2 separate regions of the Rattus norvegicus genome follow, and region 2 is linked to region 1. Evidence: chromatin contacts called from public Hi-C data. All regions are on one chromosome and are shown on one strand. Each heading gives the region's core, a stretch centred on a gene start, on an enhancer-like site or on the middle of the called end of the contact. The rest is flanking DNA. Distances are from core to core; before and after follow the strand shown. Region 1 holds the start of Ust (uronyl-2-sulfotransferase). Region 2 has its middle 34 kb from the start of Rnu6-884.

The links. A called contact is a pair of places that touch in the nucleus more often than the background predicts.
Region 2: a Hi-C map of Schwann cells shows a contact between it and region 1, with 2.8 times the contacts expected there. The contact joins the enhancer-like site here to the promoter of Ust in region 1. A contact is called at or near these places in 2 of 12 Hi-C or Micro-C datasets (the A7r5 cell line and Schwann cells).

What each region holds. Positions count from the first base shown.
Region 1 is chr1:4,780,224-4,784,306 of GRCr8, reverse strand. It overlaps Ust (uronyl-2-sulfotransferase), which reads left to right and starts at 1,951. Exons shown (of 8, transcript NM_001108458.1): 1 at 1,951-2,574. The coding sequence starts at 2,325.
Region 2 is chr1:4,840,332-4,844,159 of GRCr8, reverse strand. No RefSeq gene overlaps it. Among named protein-coding and RNA genes, the nearest start is that of Rnu6-884, 34 kb to the left of the region's middle. Within about 2 kb of position 2,274, at least 4 of the 93 cell types and tissues checked have an H3K27ac peak or open chromatin away from gene starts, as enhancers often do. A contact at or near this core is called in the A7r5 cell line and Schwann cells, where this site is marked.

The DNA.
Region 1 (4,083 bases), core at 702-3,201:
GTGAGCCACCATGTGGTTGCTGGGATTTGAACTCAGGACCTCTGGAAGCAGTCAGTGCTCTTAACCGCTGAGCCATCTCTGCAGCCCTAGGCAATTCTTTTTTTTTTTTTTTTCTATTTTTTCGGAGCTGGGGACCGAACCCAGGGCCTTGCGCTTGCTAGGCAAGCGCTCTACCACTGAGCTAAATCCCCAACTAGGCAATTCTTTAATTGAGGTTCTTTCCAGCGATTCTAGGTTGTGACTGTGACATTTAAAACTAACCAGCTTGCGTTCTGCCCTTCAGTTTGAATTCTTACTCCCAGCGTCCCATTCCTCAATTTTCTGTGGAGTAATCTCTGGAGGGACAAGGTTTTAAAAGTTTTCAGGAAGACAGTCCTGGAGTTACGAGGCTCTTAACCGACCTGTCCCCCATCTCCTGATTACTGGAATATTTAGAATGAGTTGGGGATCAGAGATGAGAGGTAACAGAATCACGTGGCCCCAGCTAAATGGTCTTTTTTGCTAATTGCAGGGAAACCATGAAGAAATCTGGCCAGTGCCAGATTTGCAGTGGTTAATATATCTGTCTTGTTCACCATCCTACCTTCTTATGTCACTAAATGTCATGTTTGTTGGCGACTTAACGCGCAGCTGGAAAAGAAAAACCTTATTGAGGAACTGTCTCCAACAGATTGGTCTTTGCTCATACCCGGGGAGCATTTTCGTGATTGCTAGTTGATGTAGGAAGGCCAGCCCACAGCTGGCTGAACTATTCCTAAGCAGGTGGGCCTGGGATGTGTAAGAAAGACAGCAGTAAGGTGAACCTGGAAGCCGCGGGTAAGCACATTACTCCATAGTTTCTGCTCCAGTTCCTGCTTGTAGGTTCCTCCTGCCTCGGCTTCCTTCCATAATGGACTGTAACTGGTTAGCCAAACAAATCCTTTTCTTCTCCATGTTATTTTGGGCCAATGGTGTTTATTAAAGTCACAGAAAAACAATCTAGGACACTGGAAACACAATGTAACTCTCTGGCCATATTACTTCTGTAGCTGGTGATTAGTAAAATACAAAACAAAAAACGACTAAGTGTGCCTGATAGAGCAGCACTGTCAAGTATCACCAGTTCCGTTCTCCATAGGTGTCTGAGAAGCTTAAGTTCTAGAAACTTCCTAGCGGTGGGAAGAGAGATAGTGAAACAGGTACCTGAGTGCACAGAGCATCCACTTTTTCTATCTGCTATAAGGACTTCCTGGAGTCAGCTTAGTACCCCTGTTTCCAGTGGAGTGCTTGTAGGACCAGGGAGGGCAAGAAAAAAGCGCCCTCTGATTCTCAGCCAGGGGCGTGCAGGCGCTACCCGCCTGGCCCTGACCGGCGTGTTTCATTAAAAAACCTACCTATTGCCTTTTTATCGTCCGGGCTAGGTGTTGAACCCATATCCCAGCACACTGTATCGGCCTTTGGTAGATGGGTCGCTTGGGATATAGAAAGAGAATCAAGTTCTCAAAATGAAAAGACAAACGTAGTCAAATCCTCCAACTCGGCGACTGTTTATGAGAGCGAAGTCAGCGGGGCCCCAAGAGGTCGCTGGTAGCGCAGGAACCGAGACCGGATTGTAGAGAACGGAGGGGGAGGCGGGGGTGGGGGAGACGACAAACCACACACCCAGAAACTTTCTTCCTTGTTGCTGATCCTCGGCCCCCTCCTCCCTCCCTGCCCGCCCCAGCAGAAGCCGTAACGTGACACCGAGTCCAGCGTCGAGACCCGGGGTGGAGAGGGAGGGGAGTGTGGGGAGGGAGGAGAGCCGGCCGCCTTGAGCCGGAGAGAAAGAGGAGAGGAGGAGAGGCGAGGAGGGAAGGGAAGGGAAGCCCCTGTCAAGGAGGTGGAGCGAGAGGGTGGTGTCCGCCTCCTGATCCTCCCTGCCTTGAGCTAGCCGAGCCTGATCCGGGACCAAACACGCCGCCCGCGACCCACACAAAGCCCGGGGGGTCCACGCTGGCGCTGGAGGCGAGCCGGGAGCGAGCCCGGGGCGCGGCGGGACTTGGGGCGCAGGGCTGCCACGGGACACGGGGCTGCTAGTGGGACGCGCGACCGGGCGTGGGTTGCAATCGCTACCCTCTACGGCGGGGCCCGGAACATCTTGGGCCCTTTGGGGCCGCAGCGAGCGGTGGGGACCAAGATGAGCAGAGTACCCTGAGCCCGGCAACTTCGGCCCCTCCCCGCCCCCACTCGGCTGCCCACAGTGCGTCCCTCTCCATGTGCAGACGGCCGGCCAGGCGCTCCGGCTGGCGGCGGATGGGTGACCTCTTCCTGGCCCGGGCGGGCTGTGCGAGGCGGCGGAGCGGGCGATGAAGAAGAAGCAGCAGCAGCATCCCGGCGGCGGCGCGGATCCCTGGCCCCATGGGGCCCCTGTGGGGGGCGCCCCTCCGTGCCTGGGCAGCTGCAAGCGCCGGATCCCGCTGCTGCCTTTCCTGCGCTTCTCCCTCCGGGACTACGGTTTCTGCATGGCTACGCTGCTGGTCTTCTGCCTGGGCTCCCTTTTCTACCAGCTCAGCGGGGGACCCCCTCGTTTTCTACTCGACCTGCGGCAGTATTTGGGTAAGAAAGGACTGCGCCGGACCCCGCAAAGTTGGGCACCCGGGGAAAGGATGATAAGTGGGGAAATCTCTAAAGCTGTCACGGCCACCACGGTCCCTGAGACTCCCCAGGTGGGATGCCAACCAGCGTCCATCCCTGCGTGCGGCAGCTGGGAGCGCCTGCTCCCTACTGCACTCCAGGCAGTCCGCAGGCGCCGCGGGGCGCCGGGCAGGTGTCCCAAGTCCTGAGGTCTCGTACCCGTCCCCATATCGCCACTCCAACTGGGGCAGAGTAGACAGGAGCATGTTTATGAGTGTTTGTGTGTACTCTGGCCTGGCGGTGCGTGGACAGTCTCTGTGATGTGGTTAAAGACTTACGATCCTGTCCCGTCTGGCTTTCTGAGTTGTGTGGGTTGGTTTAGCCCCGTTTCCCAGTCACTTTTAGCTATTCTATCCGGTGGGTTCCCCTTTTGTGAGTTGGCCCAGGTGATTCCATCCTTAGGTTGGTTTGTTCCTTGGCAGCACCTGCGCACCCCGCGGACTGCAGCGAGAGTGCAGGAGAAATTGGTGCTGTCTTTAGGTGCCAGTCAGCTGTGTCGCCTTCTGTGACCTGTCGAACTTCCACCATGTATGTGTCTCAGGTCAACTTTTTTTCTTCTTGGTTCGTGGCTGAATAAGGAAGAGGTCGGAACCCAAGAAAACAGATTTCAGTGAGGTGTTACCTCCCTCCTCTCTCATCCATGATTCTGAGTGCCAAGGTTTGGCCTGCACTCGCCCAGGTCCCTGGGATGATGCTGGCTCATAAGCCTTGGCTAAGGGAGGATGTAAATACCTTGACTTCTGTGGCCAGAAGAGGTCGTGCAGAGGTTGTCTCTGAGGTGGTAAATCTGAGTGGAAGAAGCTACAGTGGCCATCTGCAGGCCCAGAGTCAGTTCAGGTTCATCAAAGTGCTGGGACAAGAATGGGCCAAACTGGCGACTCACAGTTACCTCAAAGGTCCCTTTCCTCACAGAAGCCACACATCTAGTAACAGCAGGCCTGTTTGGAAGGAAAAGAACCAAGAAAGCCACAAAAAACCACACCAATAAAGTGTTTGGGAGTGGTGTAAGCTGATAAAATCGTATTGCTTCCTCGGACAGAAGCTGGGATTTTTTTTTTTTTTAAAGTTAAAATTTCATTTCAGGTAAAACATTGGGGGCACTGTGATTTCACAGGAACCTCTGTGGAAGATTAAAGAGAAAATATTGCCTTTGTCAGATTTCTGAAGCGTAATTCTCAGCATCCGGCTTTATGGTTTTAGGTTAATAGCCCTTTTTATTGGTGAGAGTAACCTCTTCATTCTCTGTTCTACGTTTTGGAACCTTGAACCTTCCTTCCTGCTTTCAGACGCCCGCTCTTGCTCTTGGTCATTTCATCTTCACTATCAGGAACTAGTGTCCACTCCTGTTGGTCAGCACTGAAGCTCAGGGCTACTCTTCCATAGAATCTGTTGTGCACCACCCACCACCAAAAGCTCTTTTAAGTTAAGTGT
Region 2 (3,828 bases), core at 1,025-3,524, 60 kb before region 1:
CTGAATTTATTGTTGCAGTGGCAGGAATCAAGCCTAGGACTTAGAGCATGCTGGGCATACATACTTGCAGACACATACCCCTAAAACTATAAATAAATCTTTTTTTGAAAAAAATTAAGAAGAATGCCTAAAGGCTAGGACTTTCTTCCCCCCCCCCCCCCCCCCCCCCCCCCCCCCCCCCGGAGCTGGGGACCGAACCCAGGGCAAGGCTAGGACTTTCAGTGTCTATTCCATCTCCTGATGAGTGTGTTTTCCGGAAGACTGTGAGTGACATCATCCTTTGGCTTGAGGGGTGCCTTCCTGAATTGTTCTCTCCCTCAGATGGCCACACTAACTTTTACCTTGCTCTATTGTCAGGGTCCTGTGCAACCCTTCTGCTACTTTGACCCCATCATTGTTGTGGTTTGCCCTGAAGCTACTGTATTTTGATGCTAATTCCACTGCCCCAAGGACAGCTGCCTAGTCTAGGACTCAGAACTCAGATGACTTCACCAGAACCACCTCTCCATTGAATTTGTAAAGTACTGGTGAGGGGCAGGTACAGGATAGAAGGAGGCCTGTCATTGGAGGAGAAGGAAGGATGGGCGGGAGAGAAGTTTGAAGGAAGAGGAGGAGACTAAAGGAGAGAGGAGAGACAGGAGGGAGAGAGGGAGAGAAGCCGTGGCAGGACAAGATGGCAGGTGATGTTAAGATTCTGCTCTGTATATTTACAAGTTGTTATTAATGTTCTCAAGGGATGGATGGTACCGGGCTTTGTATGTTTAAGTGGGCAATTATATCTTACCAATTGGGTCAAAGATTGTTGTGTTGTGTGTTCTTTTATGTGAGGGTTTGAGTGTAAGAAAGTGTGCGGCTGGGATGTGTTTCCGCCAAGATACCTAGCAGATATCTTGGGGCACCGCGGTGCAGAGCTAGCGGGGTAAAAGACCAACATTACCGATTTATTTTTATATTTTTACAACAACAGATCAACGAGCCATATGGCCTGGGACACCGCAGCGCGGACCTAGTGGGGTAAAAGACAATTACTCATAATTATTATTCTATTTTTACAACAACACATCATGACTCGCACAGTGCTACAGTCCCTCTGAGTCCCACTCTAGTTAGAATCGGGACAACTCAGGAAGATCCAGCTCTCTGCCAGGTTTCCTGTTCTGCTTTGACTCTCATTGAAGAATCTCCTGGCAGACTGTGGTCTGGCTTAATTCTGTAGACCTAGGACATAGGACAGACTTGACATGTACGCCGTGGACTCCTGGTGGGAGGTGTGAGTGAAGGTGACTTCTTGCCCATATAAATATTCTCTCCTATTCCATCAGCCTCCCGATTTACCCTTCTGTTGGATTCACCTGATTTTATGATTCCAATATAATTGACAGCCTCATAGAACAAGGAAGCAGACTCAGGGAATAACAGCTAATTTGTCTAAGATCATTGAATCACATGAGAGAATTTGACAATTAGCCTGGTAACGGGGTCTGTCCTCTGAACCACTATTCAGGGGATGGTGTTCTTCAGCTTAGAAGTAGGCTTTCGAATTAAGATTATTCAACGTGATCTTGTGAATAAACTACTTTAACACTAACACTTTTTTCTGATATGAGCAGATATTCCTGATGTTCAGTAATATAGAGAATATAGGCTTCTCCTTTTACTTCATCAACCTAGTTCTTCATTAAAAAGTATCTACTATCGTTATTTCAATTAATTAGAACAAAAGTCATAGTGTGTCCTTTATTCCAGCTCTATAAAGCCCAATGAATATAACAGTATAATAACAAATAAATGATTCTAATTTCTTCAGCATTAAATTGCTGTCTGTTAGTAGTTTCTCACGGATTCAATCAACTATCTTCATAAATATTAAGGTTTTATGGCCTTATTCAATTTTATTATTTCATTTGCTGAATATTTTGAAGCAAAACCTCTTCCTTTTATGTATTCGTTTTTTCCACTTCTCCTTTTCAGTTTTCTTTTTTAAGAAAGCGGATGTTTACCTCCACTATGGAGGAATCATTTGCTGTTTTCCTGTGTTCCCTTCTCTTTACGTCTCTAATTTAATCTTGTACTAACTCCAGAGAGTAATTGAGCAATTTGGGGTTCTTCTGAAAAATATAACCCATTCATTTCCTGGAGCCTTGGAAGCCGCTTCTCCAGAATGCTTCCCTCCCACGCCTCTTTTCCTTCCAACAGTCTCCTTCTGTTTCTTACTCCAACTCAACTCCTGCTCCTAAACCTCTGCCTTCTAAAAAGCTTCTTTTGTTGCCTTATTTTTCAGTGATTATGTGGCCTTTATTTCTGCCATTTTTCTCTTTGTCCCTCACCCCCCAGCCCTGATGCTCTCTGGTGATTCAATTTCTCTGCTTCGAAAGTATTGTTGCCTGATTTTTCTCACTGCCGTTGACTATAAAATTCAGCCACTGGATCATGAAAAAGCAGAGGCAAAATTGCTTCTGCAGCCCACGGACCGGCCATGTAACCCAGCAGTCAGATTCTGAGCAGCCACTCTGCCTTCCCGCATCCCTCCCAGCCAAGAGCATGGTCCATATGTAGGATCTAAAGGCCAAAGCATGCCATCATTATCAGAAACCTCCAGTCCCTCCAATTTATTAAATAAAGTTAGTTTCATTTTATGTTAAACATCCATGTGCCATTACATAAAGCAGAGAAATACTTTACTTATCTTTTAATTATTTATTGCTATTTATTATTTTATTTCTACTATTTTAATTTATTTTAATCATTTATTTATTTTATAGCGTGTATGTAGGTAAGTATCGTTGCCCAGACATCTTCCACCTCGTGTTTGAGACAGTGTCTCTCAGTGGCCTCTGGACCTTTGGCAGGTAGGCCAGGCTGAATGGGTAGTGAGTACCAGGAATCTGCTGGGCTCTGCCTCCCAGAGCTAGAATTATGCAAGCACAGCCACGCTTGACATTTTACTTGCAATCCAAGTATTAGAACGGAAGACCTCACAATTACAAGGCTAACGCATTGCCGACTAAGTTGTTTCTCCTCCCTCAAATTATTTATCCCTTTAAAGTGACTTTAAATTAATTATGTAAAATCAACACGCATTCCTTGTGATTGCTTTATTACATTAGTTAAATGAATTAGTTTAATCAGACGACATTCAACTGTGACGCTAATCTCACAGCTGCAGTGATGTCAACTAGCTTTGGTGTGCTATGCGGATAGCTGCTGTTTTCCTTCCCACAAGAATGTGGGAAGTAGAATGCTGGGTGTAGAAATCATGAGCCTGAAAGCTAGGAAGAAAAGCATTGTACAGGAAGAGAGTGACTGTGGTTATTTAACTAGGTATGGCCCCCAAAGACTCATGTGTTTGAATGCTTGGCCCCTGAGGAATAGGACTATTAGGAGGTGTGGCCTTCTTGGAGTAGATGTGACCTTGTTGGAGAAATTATGTTACGGTGGGGACTGGTTTGATGTTTCCTATGCTCAAGTTCTGTCCAGTATACAGTCCAGTGTCTCCTGGCAACCTCATGCCTGCCTACATGCTGACAATGCTTCCCACCATAAGGATGATGGAGTAAACCTCTAAAACCGTAAGCCAGCCCCAATTAAACGTTTTTGTTTAGAAGAGTTTCCTTGGTCACAGTGTCTCTTCCTAGCAATGGAAACCCTAAGACAGAACTTTGCTACCAGGAACTCAGTATTGCTATAATAGGCCTGACCAGGCTTCTGTTTAAAGGAATATGGGTTTGAGGATTTGGGGTTAGGAAAGCGGTGGAATGCTTTAAGTCGGGACTAATGGGTCAGCCTTGTAGGAATATTGAAGACATTGGTGCTGAGGGTGATTTGAAC